Regions from separate parts of the Anas platyrhynchos genome. Here region 1 is linked to region 2. Evidence: chromatin contacts called from public Hi-C data. All regions are on one chromosome and are shown on one strand. Each heading gives the region's core, a stretch centred on a gene start, on an enhancer-like site or on the middle of the called end of the contact. The rest is flanking DNA. Distances are from core to core; before and after follow the strand shown.

Region 1 (4,157 bases), core at 1,632-4,131, 72 kb before region 2:
GGCAAAAGACAACGTAAAGCCCCTTAAAATCAGACATGCATCAGCTGGCTGCAGTTGAACTGCTTAACATCAAAACAGAAGCAGCCAAGCTATGTGTATACTGCAAAATAGGGCACATTGGCACTTACCTTTCTGCCTTTGCTAATGCCTGCCATGAAGATGTGGCAGCCAGCTCTGAGAATAGCAAGGTTTAATGTGGCTGCTGTTCTGTGCTGGAGAGAATACCACCAAACCTCTGCTGCCTTCTTACTGCTGCTAGCTAAATTAAAGTTATCACAGTGTGATTGCTGTATCTGTCATCACTGCAATGCTTTATTACCCTGAGAGTAGGTGCAGAGAGAAATGACTCAGTATAAACAGCACCTATATATTGAATACCATTGTGAACTAGATTTGCTAAAACATGAGCCAAATGCTTTGGATATTTGGAAATTATTTGAATAAAAAAAAAAAATACACATGAATATCACCTCAGCTTTCAGTAATTTCTATAATAAAAGACACAGAGGAAAAGATAAGATCAATTAGAAGTCCTCTCTGGTAACTGCCAGTTTACACATCTGAGGCAGGACCAAAACTCAAATTGCTCAAAGCACATGCAGGGCTTTGATAGTATCTATTTATGCAAAGTATACCTGGCAGTCAGTAACTACTGGTGTTCCTCAGGGATCATTGCTGGGATCAGTTCTGCTTAATGTCTTCATTAATGATTTGTATGATGGGACAGAGTACACTATCAACAAATTTGCAGACAATGCAGAATTGGGAAGAGCAGTCAACATGCTGGATGTCAGGGCTGCTCTTCAGAGGGACCTGAATGAGCTAAAGAAAAGGACTGACGGGAACTTCATAGAGAATGACAAAAGCAAATGCAAATTCCTACATCTGGGGTGGAACAAACCCATGCAGCCCAGATGGGCTGCGGCCAACTGTCTGGGAAGAAGCTCTGCAGAACAAGATCTGAAGACCCATGTAAACGTGTTCATACAAATCAGCAGGGTGCCCTGGGATCAAAGAAGGCTAGCTGCATCCTGGGCTGTATCTGTGTAGCCAGCAGGTCAAGGGAAGTGATCATTCCCTCTATTTGGCACTTGTGATACCTCTCTGGAATACTATATCCAGTATCGGGCTCTCCAGTACAAGAAAGATATTGACATACTGAAGTGAGTCTAGTGGACAGCCACCAAGATGATTGGGGGCTGGTGAACACAATGTAAGAGGAGAGGCAGAGAAAAGTGCCTTAAGGCAGAAAAAGACTGAAGGCAGAAAAGACTAGGCAGAAAAGACTACTAGAAAAGCCCTGAGGAGTCCTTAATCCTCTCTACAGCTGCCTGCAGCTGCCTGATCAGAGGACAGAGAGATGGAGCCAGATTCTTCTCAAAGGTGCACAGGATGACAGACAACAGACGCAAGCTGGAACATAGGAAATACTGTTTAGATGTAAAGAAAAAAAAATTACCATAGGAATGATCAAATGCTGGAGCAGGCTGCCCAGGAGGTTGTGGGATCTCCCTCCTTGGAGGTATTTCAGACTTGACTGGACAAGCACAGGCACAATCTAACCTCATTATACCTGCTTTGAACAGGGAGTTGGACTAGATGACCTCCGGAGGTCCCATCCAACCCAAATTATTCCATGATGCTACGATTCCTAGATATAGAAAGAAATACTACAGGGAGCTGCTGACAGCTAACCTGTTTATGTCTGGAGAATAACGGGATGAAAAGCCATCTGAGCAACTACAAACCTGTTGGTCACAGAATCACAGAATGTTTAAGGCTGGAAGGGACCTCTGGAGGCCATCTGGTCCAACCTCCCTGCTCAAGCAGGGACACCTTAAGCAGGTTGCTCAGGACCATATCTAGACAGCTTTTGAAAATCTCTAAGGGGGAAGGCTTCACAACCCCTCTGGGCAACCTGATCCAGTGCTTCGCCACCTACGCAAGGAAGAAGTGCTTCCTGATTGTTCAGATGGAACCTCCTGTGTTCCGATTTGTGCCGACTGCCTCTTGTCCTGGCACTGGGCACCACTGAGCAGAGCCTGGCTCCGTTCTCTTTGCACCCTCCCTTCAGGTATTTATAGACATTGATGAGATCCCTCCAAGCCTCCAGGCTGAGCAGTCCCAGCCCTCTCAGCCTCTCCCCACAGCAGAGTTGCTCCAGGCCCTTGTTTGCCTTGGTGGCCCTCTGCTGGACTCCTTCCAGCATGTCCAGGTCTTTCTTGTACCGGGGAACCCAGAACGGGACACCGTGCTAGAGATGCGGCCTCACCACTGCTGAGAAGAGGAGGGTCTATCTTCAACAGGTTGAAAAACTTCTGGATGCATCTTAAAGGCAAGAAACACAGAAGACCATATGATGAATGGACACTGAGATAATATCCCATATCAGATTATCAGCAGCAAGTCTTTCAGATCATCCTCATATCTTCTTTGATGAGAAATTCTTGGTAGTTGAGACCTGCTGTTTTTAAAAAGCACTTTGTGTTGGAAGTTTTTTCAGTCTGAGGAAAACATTTAGTGAAATAAGTATAACCCAACTAGGGATCTGATGAAACTAAGGAACTGATAATTTGTGCCCAAAAAAGAAGGCTGAAAATTGGATCTTTGCTGGTCTTTTCAAGGCCTGCAATTGGGACTACTTGTCTCTTTAATACTTACTTTTGCCAGTGCCATTAAAAAGATGTGGGAGGTAATATTTGTCAAAGACAGGCACTGTTACCAATAATCAGAGAGGACTGAAATAACCTACAGAATGAAATGAAAGATCTTTGGGGTGACAGCACAGAAGCTCGGTTATGTTTAATTGCACAGCATGCAAAGCCATGTATTTAAGGACTTGCAGCCAGCTGGAAATGACTAAGGGAAAAGATCTGGACAGGCTGGCAAATCACAGGCACTGTGTGGTGAGTCAAAAGGGTATGATGCAGCTGCGCAAGAAATACTACTCAACAAAAGGCTGTAATTTTTAGTGACTCTTTTGACATTTCTAGATCTCCTACCAAGAGAGACACCATGAATATTGCACAGTTTTTCAGAACCAGCTTTTGTGTTTCTAGAAACCTTTTCATTTCCCATACAGAGAGCAGCAAAAGAAAAATGTGTGTGTGCACAGAGGGAGAGCAATGGAAAAAGACAGGGGAAACACCACAGAAGAAAACATAATTTTAGAGGGTGTTATTTTCTGTTTGAATAAAAAGCCATTAATTCCAGAAATATATCCAAGGATTGCTTTTGAAAGTTTTTGGCAATTCAGTTCCACTAAGTAAAGTACTGCTGCAGTAAAGGATTTTAGAAGGTATGAACATAGGGATAGCAGGTGACGTCTTTCCAGCTTCTCTTTTGGCAATTGTATTTCTATGCTAGACCTACAGCAGAAATTCTGCATGCTTGAAATATTCAGACAATGTTGTTCATAGGCCACAAAAGCCAGAAGTAACAATTTTCTTAAATTGAATCCTATTAATAAGTTCTATTATTCTACACTGATAGTTTTTTATTTTATTATTATATACATTATCAACTATGCTAGCAGCAGGATATAACAAATGCAAAATACTTGTTCAGGAACACTGCTGTTTTCAGCGGGGAATAATTAAGAATACATTTCAATAACATTTAGGATTCTAATGAATAAAAGATAACTCATGCAGGCAACTCAGAGGCCTGTGTAATTTTCTCCAAGGAGGTCAAAATGCATGATGAGTGCCTAATTCATAATGAAGCACTTTTGGGTCATATATTTCGGCAGCAGACAAGATGTGATGAAGGTTCAGGTAACATACAGGTTTGAAATGTCATCTTTCCTGCAGGAAGCCTTCAAAAGGATGTCAGGATTCTTCAGCATAATTCACCTGAAAAGCAGAAAATACCTCTGGGAGTGTTCCAGCACTCTGTGAACAGAATGTGTATCAAAAGCAAAAACTTTACCTCTTATTCACAGAAGTACTGATTGCATTTTCCCAGCTGGATCTGAGTTGGTAAACAAGTGCTCAGCACAACTGTGCTCTCATCTCCATAGCAGCAACATAATGAAAGCAGTAAAGAATATGACCATCCAACTGACTTTCTTTCAGACCCTCCACCATACCTCTAATTCTTATGGTTGCCAGATGCAGCTATTTAGTTTTTGTTTTCCCAGATTGCCTTCATTTTAT
Region 2 (4,483 bases), core at 461-2,960:
AAAGTCTTCTTGCTTAGCGATTTAGTAGACAATACATAAACATTTAACTTGTTTTCCTCTTACATGTACCTGCTTTACCTCTTTGTTGTTTATTTTTTTAGAGTTTTTCTGTTATTAAGAACCTGAGGAAGGGGATTGGTTGCCATTTAATGTAAAATTACTAGTTGGTTGCTGAGAAAGATAAGTGGCAAACATAATCATGTGTGGTTTTCTTTATACAGAGGTTGTACGAACAAGACTAAGAGAAGAGGGAACAAAATATAGATCTTTCTTCCAGACGCTATCTTTGCTTGTGCGAGAAGAAGGGTATGGATCCCTTTACCGAGGTTTAACTACACATCTGATCAGACAGATTCCAAACACAGCTATCATGATGTCAACCTATGAAGTGGTAGTCTACTTGCTCGATGGATAGCAGCGTGTCAAGGCTTTCTAGAGGAAGCTGGAAGATTGAAAGACTGAAGTGGACCATTGAATGTCAATGCCAAATGCGGTGGGCAAAAGGAAAGTTATATCAGGAACATGCAGCTATGGACAAAATAGAAGGTTGTGGGCAACTGAATAATTTTGCTGCCTTATTGTATGGTCTCAGAAGTGTGGCAAATGGGAGCTGCCCCTTAGGGAATGCATTTATACATCTCTTAATTCCAAATTGCTACTTTATTTTCATCTGTTAATCTAGACAACGCTATTCAGTTTTCAGAGACCTGATGAGTGAGAGAGGGGGTGTAAAACATTCTCGGGCAGCCTTATTCCCACTTAATGATTGCTCTCAACTACATCCTTTTTTGTTCTGTTTTACCGCACAGTAACCTGTTGGAAGAATGGGGAAGATGATACTTTAATACCTTTCCATACCTGAAATTTCCATTTGGTTGCTCTGAAGTTTCGTATAGAGACTGAGGTAGTAGTCAGTGTGTAAAGTTTTCAGTGTTGCTACCTCGAGATAGGATATGGCGCAGGGACCCAGAACTGAATTATTTCTTCACTTTAAAAAGGTGATGCTCGTTGGCTGTTTGTGTTTTTTTTTTGTTTTTGTTTGTTTTTTAAGTTTGAGCAGTGTTCTAGGTTAGTGAGAGAGGATCTGATTGCTGAACTCTTCAGGTTATCCATCTCTTAATATTGGTGTATGTGGATTTCTAGTTCTGCTGCATCATTGTTTTTAATTTCTGAAAATTTCCTTCCTTTTTAGAAGAAAGAGACCTATGAAACACTCTCCTATATCATCTGGTTTCCTTGCCAACTTGTCAGGTCACTCGCACAGCTATGGTAGTAGCTGAATGCTGCTACTTAGCCTTTTAAAGGATACTTACTGTGATAGGATATCTTACCTAGTCCAGCCTAACATTTGTGAAGACAGGATTTATTCAAATAGCTCAATGCTACCTAAGAACAAGCTGTTTTATCCTAAAACTTTGGGCAAAGCCTGACCTAGCTTACTAGTATCTGTATCGGTGTAGAGGGGAAGAACATGCATCACCATGGCTAGGGTGACAAAAAGCAGAAAATGTTGAAGCTGAGATAAATCTCTTCAGTGCAGACAGCCCCCGTACAGAATGATGGAGAAAAGAGTAAATTAGATTTATTTTTTTGATCAGCATTCCCCTTGATAATTGGTGTATCACTTCTTCCAACTTGAGCCTGTGTGCAGAATTTCAGTTGACAGTATAACCTTGTCCTCCAGATTGTTTGAATTTTCAGGAATTGTTTTTTGTTCTATAAACCAGTTGCAAAACCATGAGTTGCATTCAGCAACAAGGCTTAGCTAGTTAACTCTGTCATAACTTAGAGCATTTTCCAAAATCATACAGTCGGAGTGTCAAAACCAGAAGTTTACTGTTACAAGAACTCGTGTTTGTTTCCAAACAGAAATCTTCTGTCTGCACCTAGAATATTTATCAATATGCATCCATGATCCTTATGAAGAAGATGGCCATTGTAATTTGGGGGCAATAGCTTTCTACATATAAATGCCACTACACTGGTATGACAGAACTGTGCTATCAGCTCTTCCAGTGTGGTGCTTCAGTGTACTTAAACTGTGCATTGTGTGCAATGGCTTTCTTATAAATGACTCCTTATGCACTTTGTGGCCTTCTGGCTTGTGACTTTTCTTCCTCTTATCGATTATCTGTAGTCAAACTGTGGTTAGTACATGCTGTTGGGTTTTAAACAAGGCATGTGGTTTGATTTCCGTGTAACTGCAGGATAAAGCATTTCATGCTGTAGATGTGTAGGATCTCTGTTGCAGTAGTTCTGTAGGCTTTATGTGAAAACTTGAAGCTTACAGAGCAAGCAGTCTGTTTTTTTTCATTCCCTTTATTTTGATCTTGTCATGTTCTCCATGCTGCCAAAATTTTGAATACTTCATGTAACTACTGATTGCCATCTATAGCACACACAGTGACCTTGGAGTGGAAGCTTGGCTGTACTGACTTCTTTGTCCTTGGAAAATCATGTTTTACCTTTTTAAAGACAAATACTGTGGTCTGTGATCTGTCTGCGAAGGTGAACTTGGTTGATTTAAAGAAGTGAAGGGAGTGCTTATATGTGTGCTCTAAATAAAATGCACCTTTTTCTAGTGATTTCTAGGAAAAATCGGGAGTATTATTCATGACTCTGAAGTCTTGCTGTGATGCCATTATTCGGATAACTAAACTAAGTGCAGGCATAGCTGCTTATTGTAGCTTTAAATCTATAGAAAGTGGATTACTCTTCAGGCTATCCAAGTTATTTGGTCACAGACAAACTTTAACTTGGCAAGACAACATTCAACTGTGGAGTTTGTGAGTATAGCTGACATTAAGCCTTGCATTAGCCTAGGCTTCATGCAAGTCGCTCTCCTTTGTTTATTGGAAACAGTCTCCCTTGATTACACATACATCTCTTCCATTAACTTACTGGGTACCTCCTGTGTGCCTTCTCTGGGTGAGATCTGACCCCTGCAGTTGCTTTCAAAACAAAAGTTGAAGTAGAGAATGTTGACAAGGCCAACTGAGTATGGGAGACAGCAGCTAGAAGTAGACAATCAGCTTATGGTTCCACCTTCTTCAGGGGGGTTTAAGCAATGTTTTTGCCTTCAGGGGGTGATCATGTTTTTTGGCTTACTTTATATAATATAAACCCAAAGTTTTTTGGCTTTTTCATTAAAGTACAGTACATACAAAGTTACCTCTGAAATACTTCCCAAAGATCTTTAAATTATTTATGTAGTTTTCCTGATTATTTATTCCAAAAGCTCAAAGGGAATTAGAAGATGCTACACTCTGTACTATTCTTCTACAGAACCAAAAGGAGTGCATTTAAACTTTCTTGTAATTTAAATGGTCATCCTAATTTCTATTTGAATGTAGCTTATTTACGTCACTTTTTTTTTTTTTTTTCCCTGCTAAAGAGGCAAATTGTTTTTTGGATGTTTAAAACAAGCCTCAGTAATTAGTTTCTTTCCACAATTTCCCTTGCCTAGATAAACCCTTACTAGCTACCAGTTTTGACTCAGCAAAAGGTTAGGTTTGGGAAGCACTGAGCCTGCACTTTGCAGAACCAGCCCAAAGATGGCAGTGGAGCCTGCATTGCTCAGAGGGAAAAGGGGCTGCCTGGCTGCCTGTGTGGCTGTGCTGCTTGTCACCCAGCTGCTGTAGCATCCTGGGGGTGACGTGCCAAGGATGGCCCGAGTTTGGAAAGCCAGAAAAAATCGATTTCAGCGAGTGCCGTCACATTTCACTGCCCCTCTAATTGCCCTACAGTCCCTGTAGTGCTGCGTGCTGACAGGTGAGTTGTGGTGTGTTGCAGGGGGCTGAGCCTGGCCTGTAAAATGACCGATAGTTCTGCTGTTTGTCTGAATTACTCATCTGCTAGACTATGTTGTTTTAAGTAGTTTTACACTAGGGTTTTATGGAGTTTTTGTTTATTTTAATTGTAATTGAAACATCAGCCTGTCCACTAGTACATTGATATTGCACCTATCTAGTTCCCTGTTTACATAATGCACTCCATTTGTTTCCTTTCTAATTGAGATGTTTGTTAATGACAGCTTCTGCTGTTACATTTTTGTTCTTATAATTACATTTGTAACATTCCTCACACTGTAGCATTTGAGAAGAATACTTCCAGATCCAAAATATTGGAGAGCCTCTGTAAATGTTGCTTCCTGTTTGAACTGTTTAAATTCAGAAAACAAGCTGAACACTGAAGTGTGCCTAGGTAAATGTAATCCTTTTTCAACTTTTGTCTGTAAAGATTTAGTTAAGTAAGTTTTCGGTTCTTCTATTTAAGTGAGTCTGCCTACCCTGCATATGTGAACTTAATTATGCCCTAGGAGTCATAGCTAAACACTCACAAATGACAGTTCCAGAATACTTTCATGCTCATGTGAGGTTTGCTATTATTCTTGCATACATGTAGTTGGCTGTAAACTATGTGCATTTACTCTGTATTTATATAGTTAACTCTTTTGTTTGGATTGCTTTAAACTTCAAAGCAA

The links. A called contact is a pair of places that touch in the nucleus more often than the background predicts.
Region 1: a contact with region 2 is called in a Hi-C map of skeletal muscle, with 1.9 times the contacts expected there. The contact joins two enhancer-like sites. A contact is called at or near these places in 5 of 8 Hi-C or Micro-C datasets (F1 follicle, liver, skeletal muscle and 1 more).

The regions. Positions count from the first base shown.
Region 1 is chr9:20,038,980-20,043,136 of IASCAAS_PekinDuck_T2T, reverse strand. LOC106017894 (a long non-coding RNA gene) reads right to left here. Exons shown (of 3, transcript XR_002403370.4): 3 at 1,728-3,854. Among named protein-coding and RNA genes, the nearest start is that of PXYLP1, 17 kb to the left of the region's middle. Within about 2 kb of position 2,881, at least 2 of the 8 cell types and tissues checked have an H3K27ac peak or open chromatin away from gene starts, as enhancers often do.
Region 2 is chr9:19,965,743-19,970,225 of IASCAAS_PekinDuck_T2T, reverse strand. It overlaps SLC25A36 (solute carrier family 25 member 36), which reads left to right. Exons shown (of 7, transcript XM_038183514.2): 7 at 222-4,483. The coding sequence ends at 415. Among named protein-coding and RNA genes, the nearest start is that of SLC25A36, 31 kb to the left of the region's middle. Within about 2 kb of position 1,710, at least 1 of the 8 cell types and tissues checked has an H3K27ac peak or open chromatin away from gene starts, as enhancers often do.